Linked DNA regions of Triticum aestivum: region 1 is linked to region 2. Evidence: chromatin contacts called from public Hi-C data. All regions are on one chromosome and are shown on one strand. Each heading gives the region's core, a stretch centred on a gene start, on an enhancer-like site or on the middle of the called end of the contact. The rest is flanking DNA. Distances are from core to core; before and after follow the strand shown.

Evidence for each region. A called contact is a pair of places that touch in the nucleus more often than the background predicts.
Region 1: a contact with region 2 is called in a Hi-C map of leaf, with 4 times the contacts expected there. The contact joins the promoter of LOC123059876 here to the promoter of LOC123059872 in region 2. A contact is called at or near these places in 2 of 5 Hi-C or Micro-C datasets (both in leaf).

The regions. Positions count from the first base shown.
Region 1 is chr3A:15,579,710-15,583,319 of IWGSC CS RefSeq v2.1, forward strand. LOC123059876 reads left to right here and starts at 1,725. Exons shown (of 10, transcript XM_044482409.1): 1 at 1,725-2,125; 2 at 2,213-2,797; 3 at 2,894-3,016; 4 at 3,421-3,610. The coding sequence starts at 2,000.
Region 2 is chr3A:15,377,569-15,380,928 of IWGSC CS RefSeq v2.1, forward strand. LOC123059872 (alpha-ketoglutarate-dependent dioxygenase alkB) reads left to right here and starts at 1,524. Exons shown (of 7, transcript XM_044482406.1): 1 at 1,524-1,745; 2 at 1,824-1,990; 3 at 2,588-2,943. The coding sequence starts at 1,633. LOC123059873 (transcription factor BHLH6) reads left to right here. Exons shown (of 5, transcript XM_044482407.1): 5 at 1-140.

The sequences.
Region 1 (3,610 bases), core at 475-2,974, 200 kb after region 2:
CGGCACCTTGGTCGCCTGGTGGTTGGCACCCTTGAGAGGCTGAATCAGTCAGCGGATGCTTTGAGTGGCGACCCTTTGGAGGAGAAGTCAGGGTGCTCGGGGTCTTTCAGGCAGAAGATCTCTTTCGAAGAAGGCTTGAGGGGACCCTACCATAGAGAACGTTAGAACCCCTGGCAAGTCAGGAATGACGGATACTTTGGAGCCATCAAGGCTCTCTTGATAGAAGATCCCCTCCGTGAAAATAATGGATAGATCCTCATCCTCATGGAAGTCGGGGTCATCATCACGAGAATATACCCCCGGCTTAGGCACTAGGTAGCTTAGGGGTACCTATTGGGTAGCCGGTCCCGACCATCCAGTTTGCAAGGCAGTGCCTTAACCCATTGCCTTATTGAATTACTCACACATGGCAATCGGATCGCAAGATGAACTCATTGAAGAAGACACAAAGATGAATGCTTTACTGATGATGTGTCTTACAGTAGTTGCCAAGTGTGATACATGAGTACAAGTATGACTAACATGGAGAGAGGATTGTTGTGGTGATGATGGTGGCTACAACTATGGAAATAAGATGGGAAAATGGTGGCATCTAGGGTTGGAAGATGGTTATGGTGCCCTGTTTCATGAATGGTGTTCTCTCTCTATTGCGATTCTGGTGTAGGCCCTTTTATAAAGGTTGGGTGGTTGGACCTCCTGAAGTCGACGACGACTGGTATGAGCGCGTGCGCTCGTACCAAAGGTCGTCTTGCACTCTGGTGCATTTCCCGCACCTTCAATTCCTTCATTTCTTCCTCTATTCTTCTTGTTTCCTCCTAAGTGATGATTCCTTTCCATACTTAGGCCCTTCTTTTTTGCGGAAGCATATTAAAAACAAGGATTTCACGATCTCTCACATTCATTAGTCATGTCGGAGTGCTTTTCTCGAAAATTTTGGGATTATTCGGTTTAAACAATGGTATAATAAGCGCAAAAATACCACTCATCACTTGGAACTTGGAAGGTGCACAAACGTGCTTCTATGGCATGCGGACAATGTTGTAATTGCTGACGGCGAGCCAACGATAGCATATGGGTGGATTGCTGGAACTAGTGAGCTACAATGCTTGAACTCTGAGTCGATGATGTTGCAAACATGACTGGCGGGTGCTACGCGGTCGGTTGTGACAGTGTTACCACGAGACATGACGACGATCGATACTGCCAGGGGACATGATGATGCTGCGAGCAGCCGAAAGTGACAACGCTGCAAGACGATATGTGACGACAAGACGGGGGAGCGCGTGCTGCAACTCCGGCCACCAGATGCTACGAGCAGCGCCGATGTGACTAACGATGAGGACAATGTTGCAAGCACCTAGGGATGGCGGCAACACGACAGATCATGGGTCGTCGGCCGTGGGTTGTGATCGGTGGCGCGCCACACTAAAACCGACTATGGCGAGGTTGCGACCGGTGGCAGGTCATGCTGCAACCGATGACGGCTTATCTGGCGAACGTCGAGCGACACAGCCATGAGCACGACGGGAAGCGGGGACGCAGACATTACAAGCATGGATAACGCTGCGGCGCGCGAGACACGCGCGTTTTTCCGTGCTAGCGGGTGGAGTGGAACCAGGATATGCTAGGGCAACCAGGACCACCTAGGAGCCAGCGCCGAGATCCAACGGCTGTGGTTGGCCTAATCCTACTTTGCCGAAGCTGACCGATTGGTGGCTCGCGCCAGAGAGCGTCGCCCAAATATTTCGAGGCATTGGCATTTTTTTGGCTTCGCTCTTCTTCCCCCCTTTCTCCTCTTTCCCCACAACCCCGCCGCCGCCGCCGCCGCCGCCGCTCCACTCCAGCCGGCGCACCCCGCCGGCGACCGGCACCGCAGCTCGCGCATGCCCGCCAGACGGCGGATCCACTAACTGGTAGCAAGAATCTGCTCCTTTTCTGATCGATTTCCCCGCCTATTGGGCTGGTCACCGTCTCCCTCTGAAACCCTAGCCACACGGCCATGGGTTCCAGTCCTGCTGCGCGTTCCAATCCCAGCAGGACCGGAAAGCGGGGGGATGCCGTGGGCGGTGGCAATCCACCAAGCAGATCTGCCAAGAAGTCCTCTGCTCTTCTCCCGAAGGGCTGGGTACGAACTCCTCTGCTCTGCTTTACTCATTCAGTTCATTCATATTACATCCGCGTCTCCTCAGCTGAATCCGCCCATGCCTTGCAGAGCGGGACGGCGTCGTACAGATGTTCCCCGCACCTCATCCCGCAGATTGTGGGGCTTCTCAGCGAGGAGCAGAAGGGCTTCGTCAGAAAAATCGGGTTTGGGAGCCTGCTGTCCATGGCAGACTTCGAGATTAACAAGGCCCTTACCTTGTGGCTGGTTGGCAGGTTCAGTTGTGAGACCGAGGCGCTCGAGTTTGAAGGCGGCGTGTCGATTCCGGTCAGGCCGCTCGTCAAGTCTATCCTTGGGATCCCTTCAGGCCCCATCCCAGTCGTGCAGTCTCCCTACAGTCACTTCTCTTCTACTAAAGTGAGGAAGGCAAAGGAACTGGCCGAAGAAATGTGTGGCATAACCGAGGAGGAACCCTTCTGTACAGCCTTCATGATGGTGATACTCGCGATTTATCTAGCGCCAAATACAACCATGCTTGTCAACCGGTCCTTGCTCGGAGCTGCTCAGAAGGTTGGTAACCTCAAACAGATGGACTGGTGCGGTTTCGTTGCTGACTATCTCCTCAAAGGACTCATGGAGTTCAAGGAATCCGATGCACCCTTTGTTCTTCTCAAGGGCTGTGTGCACATTCTGAGCGTAAGAAACATTCCGACCGCACTTATGGAAATTACAAACTGTTTGAATGTGCTGATGTTGCTTGTTTATTTATAAATTTATTTCCTTGAAATGCAGGTCATTTTCATTGATCATGTGAAACATGCTGAATTCCAAGTACCAAACGGCTTTCCACGCTTGCGCGTTGTCAGTACAGCGCATAACAAATGGGTAGCTTCGCATCCCTTTGGTAGCTTGCTGGTAATTACCCATGCACTAAATTCTGCAATCAAATTGTGATACACTATTTATTTGAAACACACCATTCATTATTTTGGGTTTCAAGATCTGATGGGTTTTAACTCTAGCCTACCCCAACTTGTTTGGGACTGAAAGGCTTTGTTGTTGTTGTGCACTATTCGTTATTATGTGACATATGCCTTGTTCAAAATAACGGCATGCTCTATGCTGCTACAAGCATTACCAGTCTTGTAACCCACATCCATCCAATGAGTAGCATTTATTCACCAAATTTTGACCGGTCAAGTTTATTACTTACACGCAATTACATTTGAGTGACCTCTTTCAGAAGTATTTTTCTTTTTTTAAGTTGCATATAATGATTGCTACAGTCAGTAACTTTACGCGTATTCTCATTCATATAGGTACGTCGTCTAGAAGAGTCTGTCTATGCTCCTGTGCTTAATAATGGAAATGGTAACATTGTTGAAGGCGGAGAATGTGCTGATTCTGATACAAATACTGATGCTCTAGCCAATCTGCCTGCTACCGACAATGATCAAAATAACCAGCATCCGGTTTCAGCAGGTCCTGCCAGCTTGTCCATTGTTGTAG
Region 2 (3,360 bases), core at 274-2,773:
TACAACTGCAATCACTTGTATGGCCCAAAAAATAGTAATTGTGCCTAGAATTTATGTAAGCTCATAGTATTAGTACTCCCTCCCTTGGGATTTGTGAGGACATCTCCATACATAATTATAGAACTTCAGTTCAGTTTACATCTTTGTGCACCCAACTACTGGTATGAAATCTGCACTTTAACTTTACCATGGTCGGCATTGCAGATTCTTTTTACATATTGATCAGGGTAAAAGGTAATATAATCTCGAAAGGCGATGGTGTGACCCTCGTCATCACGATCATAGTGAGTTGCAACGTGCAGGTCCAGGTAGAGTATCAGGAGCGGCTCCATGTATATCGGAACAGCCACACACTTCCGCGATAGCGGGAGCTCGCCATCGATGACCTCCTCCTTGTTCTCTTCTCCACGAGAAAAGAGCACGACACTCTCACCGTCGTAGAGTTCGTGGTGCGCGGTGATCTCGCCATAGACATGGTAGACGGTGCCAGTCCCAGTGGCACCGGCCGGGAGGCGCGAGATCAAGGTTGACGTACACGTTGGCCTATATAGCCTTGTGCAGCGCCATGAAGGTCATGTCTATCTTGCGGCCGTGTCTATGACTTTGTTGCACGCGTACAGGTTCACCGTGAACGAGAAGTTTCCATTGTCGTGATCATTGGTTTCGCCGTTGTCCCCCGGGATCTTGATTTTGACCCAGAAGGTGTCCGTCAGGGCGCTCCTCGACTCGAGTATCAGATTGTTCTGTGGATCGACGATGTCTCCTCTTTGCGAGGACCAGATGTGGCAACCAAAGCCGTCGGTGGCGGCAAAGGACCCCGTGAAGTGGAAACGAGGGCGCACGGTGAAGAGCTCCACCCGGTACTTAGAAAAGGAGTAGGCTAAGTTCAGGTTTTTGCTGTCTCCGTTGTAGTCGATCATGTGACCGGGTGGTGGATAGTCCCTCTCGTCACAGCTATCGCCGTCTCCTCGCTGATGTAGTTGGCCATGTCCTGCGGTCTGTAGAACCCCCCATTGTCGACATCATCATACTCGCTAGCTGCTCCTGCGGTCGTCGTCGTCATCATCATCGCCGCTGTCGTTCACGATGACGCCGTCATTGCCGATGCGATGGAGCCCGCTTCGATCATTGTCGCCCCCGACGCCTTCATCGCCGATGCCATGGTACCCATCGCCGGCATTGTCGTCAACCTCTTTCTGGTTGAACTCGGCAGCAGAGTCTTTCGTCTCTGCCGTTCCTGTTCCGATAGCGGGCTCAGTGGTGCATGTCTGCAGGTCGCCCAAGATGGCCCTCGGGGATGGTCTTTCCGGCGGCCCTCCGGCGGCAGCCATACCGCGCACGCCCTTGCCAAGAGTCGCCGGCGGTGATGAAAACCTAGAGCGATCGATCTGGTTGATTAACTACTTCGGTCTCCTGAGACGGACCTTCTAATTTATCCACGTCAGCCATCAAACCTGGGCCGGGCCTGGTTCTGTGTACAGTTCCTGGCCCAGTCGAGGAGGGAGACACAAACCTGGACCGAAACTGGTTCGGCGCATTAACTTCCCTGGACCAAGACCACCGTCCGAAGGGGAAAAACGAGAGAATACAGCGAGAACGGCGGCGGCGGCGGCGGCGCCACACTTGCCGGCGATGTACGCGGAAACGGAGCCCGGCGGCGCCGCGGAGCGCACGGCGTTCCGGCGGGCCGAGAAGCAGTACAAGCTCTACAAGCCACCCAGTCGCAAGGGCAGGTCGAAATCCAGGTCTCTCTCTCTCCCTGTCTCTCTGCCATCTCTGTGCGGAAACAGCATAGCAGAACCCTGACTTTTCAAGCGCTACAGGGGCAAGCAAGCCGGTGGTGGTGGGTTTGGCGGCGGCGGGGACCTGTCCGCGGTGGTCGACTTCCACGCGCTGCTTGCTGCCGGAGAAGGCGAGCTGCCCGCCGGGATCCGGAGGTGCGACCGCGCCGGCTTCCACCTGCCCGTGTTCTGCTTCCTCGACCGGCCGGGTAACTCCACAATTTCTCCCAATATTGCTTTGTTTTCGATACTTACGATTATTCTTGATCCAGTTTGGATTTCTGTTCTTACAAATTTGCAAGTCAGGACATTGCATTTGAACAGCGGCAACTTACAAAATTTCTTCCTGATTCTGGTTTTGGGTCATAAAATTATTTCTTACTCCCTCCGTCCCGTAATATAACAACTATATTATGGGACGGAGGGAGTAATTGTTTATTCCAGTGCTTGTGCAATTTTCACATTAATGCTAACTTTGTCCCAAACATGAGCGGCAGAGAATGTCAAATTTTCATATGGAACTCATGATTTCCCTTAACCCCTCCTATGTGGAACATATGCTATGCCTGAACTATTATGTCAGCAAGTTCTTCATCATGAGTATATCTGTATATGTGTATCCAAAAAGGAGGACGAATGGCATCATAACTTTTGAGTAATTAGGGTTTTGCTTGCCTATTTATGTCAACATTTCAGGTTCCAACACTTGATCGTCACACCTAATATCCATCAATCATCGTAATCTCATTATAATGTTCGTTTGTGAAATAGTACTGATAATACCCTTCGCGCCTCAATTTTTGTAGGATTCTATTTCATCCCTGGTGCTCTATCAACTGAGGAACAATGCTATTGGATCAGGGAAAGCTTGAAAACATTCCCACAGCCTCCTAATAGAACTAACTTGACTGCTACATACGGTCCAATTTCTGACTTGTTCATCGCTGCTAAAAACCAAAAGATTTTGGTTGAAGTGCAAAGTTCCAATGGCCAAGAAAGAATTGAGCAGAATAATGTTGGGGAAAATGCACATCCGGGTAAATTCAAATTTGTGGATGGCTCAGAGATCCAAAAGGAGGAAAGACCTAAGTCGACCATGGCAGCTGCTCTTGTGCGCAAGCTCCGGTGGAGCACCCTTGGCTTGCAATTTGATTGGTCAAAAGTATGTATGTACAATGAATGTGTCTTTATTTTCATTTTTCTTGAATTTAATTCTTTTAGCTTGTGATGGTATTAAAATTTGATGCTTTACATATGAATATGAATAAACCAGCAGGCATAATTTTCTTCAAATTTTTCTGCAGTTGTGACAAACAAGCCCAATTCATTATAATCATATTATGATGATGATGAATTCATAATTCCATGTTAGCGCATAACAAGTTTTATTACTTAAGGAGCTTTGTTTGCTTATGATAGTTCTTCCTTGAAAGCTATTTTTAAGCATGATGATCTCTGAAATCATTATGCAACTAATCCCAGTGTGCATACATCATACGCTAATATCATGATGTAACTTATTCTCGTACTCAGCCATGAAACTTGATAGCTGCAATCTCTTGCGCGGTGCTCGCAGTTA